2 separate regions of the Mus musculus genome follow, and region 2 is linked to region 1. The links are chromatin contacts, called in public Hi-C maps. All regions are on one chromosome and are shown on one strand. The core of a region is the stretch at or near the end of the contact, and the rest is flanking DNA. Distances in the headings are between cores, read along the strand shown. Region 1 overlaps Sumf1 (sulfatase modifying factor 1). Region 2 overlaps Itpr1 (inositol 1,4,5-trisphosphate receptor 1).

The links. Hi-C and Micro-C count contacts between places; a contact is called where the count stands out from the background.
Region 2: a contact with region 1 is called in a Hi-C map of cortical neurons, with 4 times the contacts expected there. The contact joins two enhancer-like sites. A contact is called at or near these places in 1 of 484 Hi-C or Micro-C datasets (cortical neurons) and 2 of 9 other capture datasets (adipose tissue and liver).

The regions. Positions count from the first base shown.
Region 1 is chr6:108,127,226-108,133,880 of GRCm38.p6, reverse strand. The region is part of intron 7 of Sumf1 (sulfatase modifying factor 1); the gene reads left to right. Among named protein-coding and RNA genes, the nearest start is that of Sumf1, 55 kb to the left of the region's middle. Within about 2 kb of position 2,935, at least 11 of the 459 cell types and tissues checked have an H3K27ac peak or open chromatin away from gene starts, as enhancers often do. A contact at or near this core is called in cortical neurons, where this site is marked.
Region 2 is chr6:108,502,315-108,508,699 of GRCm38.p6, reverse strand. Itpr1 (inositol 1,4,5-trisphosphate receptor 1) reads right to left here. Exons shown (of 62, transcript NM_010585.5): 54 at 2,648-2,823. Among named protein-coding and RNA genes, the nearest start is that of Mir7661, 16 kb to the right of the region's middle. Within about 2 kb of position 3,914, at least 71 of the 459 cell types and tissues checked have an H3K27ac peak or open chromatin away from gene starts, as enhancers often do. A contact at or near this core is called in cortical neurons, where this site is marked.

The DNA.
Region 1 (6,655 bases), core at 1,686-4,185:
ACTGAATTGCAGGGTTATAAGGAGAATGAGGAGCTCTGGGGAGGGAGTGTGAGGTAGGGGAGGAGGTTAGAAGGGCTAGATGCCAGCCTGGACATTGAAATGTGCTGCAGGTACTTGTCCTGAGGGAGCCTGTAAGCCAGCGTCTGGTCTGCTTTAATATGTTATTAGGCACCATAAATAGCCATTTGTCCCATCAGCCAGTGATAAGGCAAAGGAGTCCATTTGATAGGGAACTGATTTCACAAGTTCCTGAGGAATGCTGGCTTTTATGTAACTACCAGAAATTCTCCCAACATCCATGTTGAGCCCATTTCTGGATATTTGGACTGCCTTTTGGGGTCTGGAATTGGAACTTCATTTGGACCTAATAGCTTCTATTCCTCTATGTGGCTGAAGATGGTGAACTCGGTTTTGATTTGCTGTATATGTGTTGCTGAAGATATAACCGAAGACTTCATGCATGCTTGGGCAAGCAGTCTACCACTATACATGTACCAAGCCCTGTATTTTGGCTTAAACAAAATCATATAAAGTTGTGTAGTACTTTTATTGAGAATGAAAGTCAAAGTCAAAGTGGGTGTGCATTGTTTTGATGCAAGTTTCGTTTCCATGAATTAGAGTGCTTTCTTAAGCACAGCTGTGTAAGTGCTGTAGCACTATCCATCTATGTCCATCCATCCATCCATCCATCCATCCATCCACCCACCCACCCACCCACTCATCCATCTGTCTGTCATCTGTCTATGTGTCTGTCTGCCTATCTCTATCTCTCCTTCATTCCCTCCCCCACCTCTCTTTTTCTACACAGACACACACACACACACACACACACACGAATGTACGCACATCATATCCTTAAAATCTTTCTAACTGTGTGAAAGAAGGTCTGTGTTCTCAGAACCATTTTTCATGGTAATTCATGGAGTGGAGAGATGTGCTGACTTCACCTGGCCTTTGAGCCTCATTTGTAGTCAGGACTCAATTCCAGCTTTTTCAATCCCCAGACTTGTTCAGGTTTACTGGACTTTATTTCAAATGCACAATACAAAGGGCTACTTACTTCTTTGTAGTAATGTTGAGTCACAAGCTACATATGTTAGTCCAGGAAGTGTTAAGAATATGCAAGATGATTTAGGAGGCATGAATTGCTGTGTCATGAGCACCTCTTTCCAAAAGCAAAGGGGAGGGATAAGTTATGTCTGCAGTGTCTATGATTCTGCATAGAATCCTGGCCTTCCTGCCATCTCCAGCTCTTACTTCTGCTAGGTTACTATTAAAATTACCGATGTGGCAAATTCTTGGATTTTGTTGTTGTTGTTAACTCTGGCACCTAACTTGTTAATGAAGGATAAAGTAGCAGTGTGTCACTTCATTTCTGTATCTTCCTTGTAGTGCCTTCCCTCTGCCACACAGTGACTCATTTGTTCTTTCCCTCAAGGCTCTGAAATAAAGCCTGATGAGAAAATAGAACAGTCAAATTATCTTTTCTTCTTAATCAGGTTATACTGTGATTTTTTTTTGACGTGGTTCTGTGGACCCATTTTTAATACATGTGTACGTACATCACACGTCACTCTGGCGTGAGTTCATGGAGATAGCCCTTGATATCAAAAAAGTTCTGCATCTAAGGGTTCCATTAACTAACCTGAAAAATTGTACCCAAAACTGCCCAGACCTTTTGGTCTTATTATTTCTCAAACAATGTAGCATGATAGAGATTTGGGTAATGTCTGTGATGTCAGAAATTATATGAAATCTTGAGATGATGCCAACTACATAGCAAGATGTATATGTTATATGCCAACACTGCTCTGTTTTGCATAAAGGATGTGGATTTGAGTTCCTCAGGAGGTCCTGGGTCCAATCCTCCCCAGATACTGAGCAATGTTGGTATTTCATTTATTTAGCAACATTTATCAGAAATCTCCTCATGTTCCATTTGTGTGTAAAGTTTTGGGCGTTTGTAGACATAGCATCTTTAATTCATGCAGTGGAGATGTTTGAAAAGCAAGTGAACACACCTAAGCACTTAGGAATGCATGTTTATTTAGTCATGTGCAGGGACGCAGTATAGCGTGATGTTTGGAATAATTTAGTTTTAAAGATGGATCCCAGTGTAGCCACCCACTAGTTGAATAGACTGAGGCAGGTTTTAATGCATTTACTCAGTTTCTTTGTCTGTTAGTGAAGAAATAGTAGTCTGGGCCGAGGAGATGGCTCAGAGGGTCAGCTTGCTGTCATCAAGCCTGATAGGCTGAGTTTGATCTTTATATTGTGGATGGAAAGAAAACAGACTCTTGAAGTTTTTCCTCTGACGTCCATGTGTGCTGTCCAAATGGATAACTTAAAAATCTTATGTCTACAAAAGCACTAAGTCAGTTTGGTCTTAAACACAAGTAGCCAGAGACATCTGCAGGATGAGCTAGACAGAAGTCAGGGAAGAACTGCAAGGACCCAGACCTGGGACCACAATGCTCCGATCCTCACTCTTGGTCTTGAGGCCGCTCACTTGTTAAGCTCAAGTGCTTCCGAGAGGCCTCGGAGGTCTCTTAGACTGTGCCTTTACCACCCCAGGCTGTGTCACCGCCTTGCTCAACTATACGTGCACACACAAACACTAAGTAAGTAAGAGGAATTAGAAAAAGCAAAGAAATAGTCTTTTTTTCCAGTCTCTTGAGAGGTTTTCCTGGTACTATGAGGAAAATGTTTAGTGTAAAGCTGGTGTGTAGTAAGCATGTCATAAATGCTAATTATAACTAGTGTTTTAATGTAATCAAAGTTTAAAAGAAATATTTGTAAGCTACAAGCGTACACCTTACTCTGAAATCTAATACATGGAAGAGATTTTTTCTGGACCCTTTTAGAGATGTGGAGAAGAGCTATGCCATCTGTTAGCATGTAGTTATAAATAACACTTCTTCCCGTGGGCAGCCTCTACTTCATACCCAGTACAGGAAGTAAACACTGCATCTCATCCAGTGAGACAGTTCACAGCACTGGGCGCTTAGCACTTACGCATTTTCAGACTGTCCAAATAAAATCACAGAAATCTTTAAGTAGTTCTTTGAAAATAATGTCGAAGTTAAAATGCCATTTGGTATAAGCTAATTGTTATATTCTCCCTTAAGTTGTTGATGAAGTATCAGGCAGAGCACTGGGGTTGCATGAGAATGTGTTGAGTCCCTAGGAAAATGGAATGGTTCATCATTTCCACTTTAAGGGATGCTTAGAACCCTATCTGACCTGGCTTGCAGGACCAGGGCTTTCACAGTCTTATTCTGAGAAGTAGAAGTGATGGACTTTGGAGCAGGTTGTTAAGTCAGTGTAGCTGGTACCCTGTGATTTCCATGGTTCATTTGGGTTCAACTGGAAGTCACCTTTCTTTAAGATGTATGCATCATGGGCTGGAGAGATGGCTCAGTGGTTAGGAGCACTGACTGCTCTTCCCAAGGTCTTGAATTCAATTCCCAGCAACCACATGGTGGCTCACAACCATCTGTAATTGGATCTGATGCCCTCTTCTGGTATGTCTGAAGACAGGTACAGTGTACTCATATAAATCAGATAAATCTTTTAGAAAAGGATGTATGTATTGTTTACAATGACAGAAACTCATTTCTATACATGTTAGTGCAAATCTATTAGGATTGGGTACACCTGGATGTACAGGATCAGCCCAGCTTTCTGAGCATGAAGGAGCACCTATACCTTAGGAGACACTGTCACAGAACAGTGTACTGCTTTCGTTAGACAATGGAAAAGCAGTTGCCTTGGTACAGATATCCATGTGACTTGTTTTCTTTCAGCAATGGCTGGAAAATGCCTCTGTATTTAGGCTGACTGGTTTTTAGCACTTAGACTCTTCATATCCTTAATTTTTAAAATTACCGCTCATTTACCAGAGTTGCGTTGAAACCATTGAATGAGGCATTTAAAAGAAGATTGTAGTTGCTTTTCTGGCATCTTTGGAAGAATGGATACACGGTTTCTCTGGAGACAGTGAGAGTGTGGTATGGTAAAGGCACCGTCTAAGAGCATAGCTCCCATGGAATGGAAGTGGAGGCAGGGCCTCCGAGGCCTCTCTGAAGCACTTGAACTTAACAGATGAAGGACCTCAAGATCAAGAGTGAGGGTCAGAGCTCTGTGGTCCCAGGTTCAGGTCCTTGCAGTACTGCCCTGACTTCTGTCTAGCTCATCCTGCAGATGTCTCTGGCTACTTTGCAGTGTGTTTAAGACCAAATTGACTTTGTGCAGAAGTAAGATTTTAAAGTGATCCTTTCCATCTTTTGTTTGTTGGTTTGTTTCTGAGCTTTACTCCCCTTGTTTGCCAAATCCCAAATCACTGGCGGACAGTTACTCCACAGATATTTAAGTGTAGAGTGGTTGCCATGGAGTCAGTACATGTCTATTGACATCCCCAGTCTCAGATGTGAACGCTCATGGTGAAGTGCTGAACAGAGCAAAGCCCTTGCTGACAGGGGGCCTGCGTTATGCTACCAGAAATACAGGTAGAATGAGGTGGCAAATGCTAGTATGTCTTTTTTTTTTTTCTGTTTCTTGTAGCTGCCTCTTCTTCCTTTTCCTCTTTTTTCTCTCCTCTCCCTTTCACTTCTCCCTTTCCTTTTCCTTGCTTTTTTCTTTCTTTTTTTTTTTTTTTTTTTTTTTTTTTTTTTTTGTTTGCTGATGGGGAGGGAGTCGTATTATATATCCCCATGTGGCCATAAACTTGCTGTGTTACAGGCTGGTCCGGCACTTGAAAGCTTCCTGCCCTGTCTCTGCTGTTATTACAGACGTGGGTCATCACACCTGGATCTGATGCCGCTTCTGACATCAATGTGTATACATGTAGACATGTTTTCTCCTGGCAGGAAGCACGTGCTATTTTACTACAGCAGTTCTCCAACACCAGTGATCTTAGCTCAGGAGTTCTGATGTCCTGGTGTTAGCCGAGAGCCCAAAAATTAAGATCTTAGTCTTATAAGACGAAGTCCCCATTCCAGACACTAGCCTGAAATAGGGCAGTCAGATGACTTCCCCGGCCCCTGTGTATTCATTCATTCCCATAACCACTTTCTCTAGTTTTTCATATATAAAATGTTTGAGGCTAGCCTGGAATATAGTGAGCCTTTCTCACTCACCCCCCCCCCCCAAAAAAAAACCCAGTGGGGATGTGGGACAGGTGAAGCTAATCAGTGTCCTTTAAAATCAGTGACCCAGTCACTCATGGTTCTTCATGAGTTGTAGGCCTTTTCCTGAAAAGACTCTGGAAAGGAAGGCGTATGTGCCTCAGCTGGAACAGCTGAGTCATTTGTGGCAAAAATACGATGCTATATGAGGTAGCCCACACAGACCACCTGACGGCCTGGGCTTGAACCCTGACCCCGACCTGCCTCTGACCTTGGTAGGCTTCTCACCTTGTCTCGTCCTTAATTCTTTATTTGAAAAAAAATGGGGCAAATGACTGAGGGTCTGCACATGCCTGTGCTGGCATGATTGTTAATAGTTAATAAAGCCTTTGTTTTTTAAACATTTATTTAAACGATACATTATAAGGTTACCTTATAATAATGATAATAATTGAACTTATTACAGTGACTGGCCGTTTTACAGATGTAAGACATAAGGCAGTACTTACATATAGTGTGTATGTGATAAGTATCAGCCTCTAGGTTTACTTGCATGCTCCTTATTCTGTGAGTAGAATTAGTGTGTTTAATACCATATTTTATGCATGATCCCAGAAGCAAAAATTGTAGGTTTTTAGACAATGGAGTGCCATCCATCCTGGTGTGAGCAACTTGGATGAAGTTTCAAGGATTCTCTTCCCTTTTGACCTAGCATGAGTAGAACAAACAGAACGAAGGAAATGGCTCTTCTCCTTCACCTCAAAAGCAGGGGGCACTGCTTGAATTCGCCACTGCAGGAGTCTGTGCTTCTCTAATGAGAACCTGGGAAGCTGTTCATTTGGTTTGTGTTTCTCACATAGGCTGTGCTCCTAATTTGAACTTCCCTCTACCTTTGACCTTCCTCTGCCATCACCTTCCCCTTCCTCTTTTAATGCAATAATTAAACTTCTTTCTCTCTTGTTCTCTCTCCTCCTTTCCTCCTTCCCCCTTCCCCCTTTCCCCCTTTCCTTCTTTCTTTCCTTCTTTTCTTTTCTTTTCTTTTCTTTTCTTTTCTTTTCTTTTCTTTCCTTTCCTTTCCTTTCCTTTCCTTTCCTTTCCTTTCCTTTCTTTCTTTCTTTCTTTCTTTCTTTCTTTCTTTCTTTCTTTCTTGCCTCTGCCTCCCAAGTGCTGAGATTAAAGGCATTTACCACCATGCCCAGCTAGGGTACACTTTTCATTGATTCTTTCCTAGGGAATAAATAACATTTCACCTAATTCAAAAAGCTTTATTCTCAGTAGTGCTTTTATGTACTTACTCTTAAAATTCCCTTTCACGTGAATACTGAGCATAAAAGAATTATTGGGACATCTTATTTTGTACCTTGGGAAGAGATTCTGTGACATCTCGAAGATGGTTGATTGCTTAGAGGCAAGGTCAGTTTGAGGGTCCATGGTGTTCTGATGGCGTGGACTCTATGACTGCACAGCCCTCTCTGCTCAATAGCTGTGAGCCTAGGACAAGGCAAACATGTCATTACTCTCAGGCTTCC
Region 2 (6,385 bases), core at 2,665-5,164, 370 kb before region 1:
ACCTTTTCTTTCCATCCATCTGTCCTGTCTGTCATCTGATTATCCTGTGTTCCCTCTGAAACAACTTCTCAGAGCACACAAAACCTATGCCACCGTCTCTAGAACTCTCTCTCTCTCTCTTTGCCATTGTGCCCATGCTTTGACAATTGTCAGAGCTAATAGTAATGGCATGTCGTGCCACCTCAGGCATTATAAGTGAACAATGTGAATGCATTGTTGCATCATTTCATTTTAGACGGAGGCCATAGTATTGCCCCAGCCACCCATGATTGGAAACTTAGTGTTAAATTTATATTTTTTACACTAGGGAGATGGCTCAGTTGTAAACATGCTTCCCATGTAAGCCTGAGTTTGATCACCAGAACCCATGTTAAAAAAAAAAAAAAATCCTTGTGTGGTGGTGTATGCTTGCTATCTCCATACAGGGGAGGCAGTGGGGAGGCAGTGACAGGGAAGCCTTGGTGCTTTTGAACCTAGCCAACTCAGCAAGCCTTAAGCCAGTGAGAGACCTGTCTCAAATAAGAAGGTGGATGGCTCCTGAGTAAAGACACTAAAGTTGACATTTGGCCTGCATACACACTGGCACAAACACAAGTACACACGTGAACCCCAGCCTCCAGACCCAGGTGGCTTGAATGAAAATAGCCCCCACACCCCAGGTTCGTGTGTTTCTATACTTGACCCCAGTTGGTAGACTAATTGGGAAAGATCAGGAAGTGTGACCTTGTTGGAAGAAGTTCGTCACATGGTGGTGGGCTGGGGGTGGGGAGAGGAGCTGAGGTTTCAAAAGACAAGAGCCATTCACAGTTTGCTCTCTCTGCCTCCTGCTTGTTCAAGATATGAACTCTCAGATATTCCTGCTGCCAAGCCTTTGGTTCCCCCATTAATTGACTTCAGCCCCCTGAAAGTCCAATTAAATGCTTTATAAATTGCCTTTGTCTTGGCATTTTGTCACAGCAACAGAAAGGCAACTAATACACAAAATAAATTTATTCCTTTCATTGTCCACCCAGTTAAGACAATACTTCTTTGCTTGAAGAAAAAGACCTCCTCATTGTTTGCTCTGCCTTTTTGCCTACCCCATGGTGTTCTTTCCTTCACCACTGAGACACCTGCAGCTTGTTTCTTATGTCTACACTATGACTCAGCCTTACCACACCTGATCAAAAGCACTGGCAGAGCCCCAAGGGCCTCTCTGACTACAGTACCTCCCACCCCAGTCTACATAACATGGATGAATGAATTTTCTAGGATGTCTTTGAAAAGATAATCTTGGCTCAAAACACTGCAAGCATTTACCAAGGCGCATAGAGTACCCCCCGCATCAGTCTCACTGACTCGTCAGCAAAGCTACAGGCATGTGGGAAACATGGCCACGAAGGTTCCCTTTCTCAGAGTCTTGGGCTTATTCTTTAAGTCTTTATTGCAGTTACAACACTTTTAATGGATTTTTGCCATTGACCCTCTATTTTAATTCCTCACCCAACATTTACCACCATGGAATGATGTTCTGGAAACACATGTGAACCTGGAGGAAGACATTCAATGAACTTACCCCAGAGTTCAGTGTTCCAGGATTAGTCCCCTCCCTAACACGGCTCTCTGGTCTATTGCTCCACTTAGGCCTATGAAGCCTAAGACAAGCAAAATGCTTTCCTGAGTCTTGCACTTCCTGGCCTCACCTTTTCTATTCTTTCATGTACAGTTTCATAAGGTGTGGTGGCAGATGCTTGTAATTTTATCACTCTGGAAGGCTGAGGCAGGAAGATCATGAATTGGAGGTCAGCATGGGCTACATAGTCAATGTAAGATCAGTTTGGGACACAGAGAGTTCAAGGCTGAGCTGGGCTCTACAGCAAGAATATTTCAAGAATCCAAACCAAACCGAAACCAAATCAACAAAACACAATTTCAAACCCGCTGCCTTTCTTTCTCTGTGCTTATCTGGCCAGAATCCCTGACGCTTTAGCGATCGGGATACCTGACACGATTCTGTATTGCCCGCACTTTTCTATGACACTTCCATTTTTGTACATTCACGTCAGCTTTCTTACATGATTAGAATAGAAACCAAAGCCAAAGGAAGGTATTCTGAGATTCCCAAGATGCAGGAGTCCCATGCCACCTATAGCCTTCCCTCAGCCATAACTATCTCCTAAGGACCCTGGACATCCCTTCAACTATAGTGACAGCACTCCACTGACATCTAAATAGTCACCTGTCATTTTCTCCTTCCCTCACCACTTGCTCTGTCTGTTTGTGAACAGTCCCTCTAACCTCTCCCCTCTTTTCTATGTGAGCCCTTTGAGAACCAAGTGCTATGTTAATATTTGATCGTTTGATTTGCTGGCTAAAAACCTATGGTCTAAACAAACCTTTGGTCAGACTGACCAAACTAACTTGAACTTCGATGGCTGCTACTGTCCCTGTCTAGCTCTTGAGAGGGATACTCCCAAGGAAAGGTCATGTTGAGGCCCAAATGATGCCCCGGGAGACTCAATTCACCCTGAAGAGGTCAAAGGAAGATGGAGACTGATAGCATTTTTTTTCTAGATTGAAAACCAAAGTCAAGATGCTAGGGACAAAATGGAAAGCATTCCTACTTACTCATATATGAGAACTGTACTACAAAGCGATTCATACTTACATTGAAAGCTCCCAGCAGAAACAGTGTGGGCTGCAACCCAACTGAAAATATCAGTCGTAGGATTGTAGAAGCAATTAAGGCCCGGATGCCGTGGGGCTTGGGCAGAGCAATGACAATGGCCAGAGAGATGAGCATGGCTGTCCACAGAAGGCCTGACCAGTGTGGCTCTAGTGTTCCTGGAAAGACAATACAGACGTCTTTGGAATTTGTGTTTTCATGACATCTAGGTGACAGAGTAAGACAGGTCTAATGACATTTTCTTCAGTCACTTCTCTAAACGATGTTCTGATTTTTTTACCTCATTAGATTCCCAGTCATTCATGTTTCTTATGCACCCCCCCCCCCCCAATTCTCTGGCCTTCCTGTGTATTTTGGGTTTAGCCGAGCCATTACTATTTCTGGTAAGTCATTCCTACTTACAAAGAACTTGCAAAGTGTTTCCTCCTACGCTATGCCACCATACTTCCTGGTTATTCCTATAGGGCCCGGTATGCTAGGGAAGTGCTCTACCCACAGAACTACACTCTTGGCTCAAATACTACTATTTTCTTTCTTTCCTCCCTTCCTTCTTTTTTTAAGATTTATTTTGATGTCCACTCATGTTTTGCCTACATGTATGTCTGTATGAGGGCACCAGATCCCCTGGAACTGGAGTTACAGACGGTTGTAAGTTGCCATGAAGGTGCTGGGAATTGAACCCAGGTTCTCTGGAAGAGTGGCCAGTGCTTTTACTGTCTGAAATATTTCCCCAACCTCAAATGCTGCTTTTTGCTAACCATCATTTTACTTGTCTGTCTTCTATCTAGACTCTTGAGGAAAGTATGTGGCACAGAGGACACACCAGATTCTCACTCAATAAATAAAACTCATTCTCAGGTCAGAATTCACTTTAGGGGAAGGAGGAACTGGAAGCCTAAGCTTACTTATATTTAAGACCTGTGAATTCAAACTGCAGGTTCCATGGCTCAATTTGATTTTCACAAGGGAAGGGGGAAGGCGACTTCCGGCTTTTGAGCATCATCTACTGTTAGATTAACCCAGTAGATAACGAGCTTCTACCAGTTTTTGTCATCTCTTGCTATTTCAGGTTCTATTTAGAGTGTCCCACGAGATGTCTTGGTTACATAACATGAGCCAACGTGGCTAAAAATACAGTTCTGTAAAACACTCATTAAAAAAAATAAAACACCCCTATTGCAAATGCTGTCACATTCCGAGTCTCCCTCGGATGTAAACAAGCAGGGCTACATGATTCAGGACACTTATATAAAGGAGATTTTCTTCTTTAGAATAGCCAGGAGTGTAGCCCAGCTCAAGAGGAGGTACCTATGCAGGTGGCTGCTCTTTCTCCAGCTAAGTGACAGCCACCTGAGGCATTTTCTCTTCAACAACTGTCCCCCTAGAGCCAGCCACTTGCCTTTATCTTTTCCCCCTTCACTTTCAACATCCTTAAGGAAGAAAAGCTGGTTAAAATGGGCACAAAGTGGCAGTTCAGGTCTCTCTCCACTGTCTGTGTAAATGTTGGATGGGTGTGGTGGCTCTCCTGTAATGTTCCTGAGTAGGAGGTGGAGACAGGCAATCCCCTGAGCAAGCTAGCTAGGTAGACTAGCTTGGGCTCAAGTGAGAGACCCTGCCTCTATATACAAAGTGGAGAATGGTCAGGCAACACACGCATTGTTAATATTGAACCTCCACACACAAGCATAAACACGTGTGCTCACACACATGTGACCACGTATACCTCATGCACAGAAAATAAAAGAAATGGGCACAAAGGTACATAAGGTTGATAAAAGCTAAAAACGTGGCTTCTTGGGGCAAATTAGCATTTTGTGCACATGTAACAACTGTCACACATCCTGCTGTCTCTCCTGTTCTCATTAATTACCGTTCACTCAGCCCACTCTAGCAACCTAGGTTGGTGCAGTACCTCTACTTTAAAAGCAATCCAGTCTTTATGCATTTTATCCGAAGTGACCTAGGAAACGGCTGGAAGTACATGCCTTTAATGTTAACAGTCTTCAGCTAATGTTAAAATAAAAGCAGTAACTCACTGTGCGCATGGATCAAGAATTTTGACAGTTTTTTGTTATATGACCATCACAGGATGTTGTTGCCACAATCAAGACCTAGAATGTGCTCACCCTGACAAACACGAGCACCCTGACAGGCTGCCTAGAGGTCTCTGCAGTTCATGTGTTGCCTCACCCCACTCCCGGATACCACCAGTGTGCTTCCTGTTACTATACGCTTGCAGTTCTCATGAAAATGGAGAAATAACTGTATTGGGAGGTAGGCTTGGGTGTGACTAACAAGTGCTTAAAGAATCATGGTGGCTACTCCCACTTCATTGTTTTTGCTGCTGAGTAATAGTCCGCACTATGTATGTACAGCAATTTATAATCTATTTATTCATTCACTAGGTGGATTGATGTCTGTGGTCATCCCAGAGGTACTGGGAATGTTGCTACTAGACCATTCAAGTGCAAATCTTGGAGTGGAAATGATGCTATCATTTCTTTTGCAGAAACACAAGAGAAGTAGACTGCTGGCTCTTACACAGAATGTACAATTTTGTGAGATACTGCCATACTACTTTCCAACCAAAGCAACCACACTTTTTTTTTTTTTGCCTTTCATTAGCCATTGATATTAACAGTCTTGTGATTCAGCCATTTTAGCAGGTCTATAGAAATACATCACTGTTCTAATTTGTATTTTACTGATAACTCTAGATATTGGCTATCTTCTCACATACCCACTTGTCATCCTTAGATCTTCTGTTAATCATATGAGCAAATACTTTGTCCATTCTTTTAATGTGGTAGTTTTTCTATTACAGTGTTTTATGTGTTTTTAATCTGCATTTACATCCTGATATATTGAGATAGTCTTTGGAGATGTCTTCCTCCATTCTCTGGCTTACCTTTTAGCTCATAAATGTTGAAAATTTTTAAATAGATTTCTTTTTTCTGGATACACTATGTAGCCACACTACATGGCCACACTATGTAGCTCTGGCTGTCTTAGAACTATTTGGGGTTGAACTCACAGAGAGCTGCCTGACTTTGCCTTCTATGTGCTGGAATTTAACAAAAAAGAAAAAAAAAAAAAAGAAAGCCCATTCCACAAAGCCTGGCTTTTAAAAGATTCTCAATGTCTTAACCATAAATATGGCTGGTACAACACTTGCACCCAAGGCCTGAGGCCAAGGTAAGAACCTGCTCTTTTGATGCTATTAACTCGGTCCTGAAAACTAGTGCTAGACTCCAGGAGACTAGGTCTAGAAAGAAATCTTGGAGACAGCTGGAGAAATGTGAATTTGGACTATTACAAGATTTACTGTTAGTTTTGTTACATATGATAATGGCCTGATGGTTATATATATTTTAAAATATGCTTATAAGTTAGAGGCACACTGAAATATTTATGGTCAAAACAACAAAATGTCTAAACTTCTCTAAAATGTTTCAAAATTACAGTGGGGGGCTAGAGGAAACAAGTTTAGCAAAATGTTAATTGTTCAAGCTGGGCTGATGTACATGGCAGTTTGTCATGCTGTTCCTTCCACTCATGAGTAAGTTAAAACGTTTCAATAATAAGAAAGTTTAAGGAGCCATACTGTCTTTATTTGAGCCATTGTGGCATGCTCACAGATCGAGCAGTATCTGACTCTGCACCAGGGCTGTGCTTCTGACAGGTGGCTCAGTGGGCTGGGACGATGCTTTTGAAAAGGAG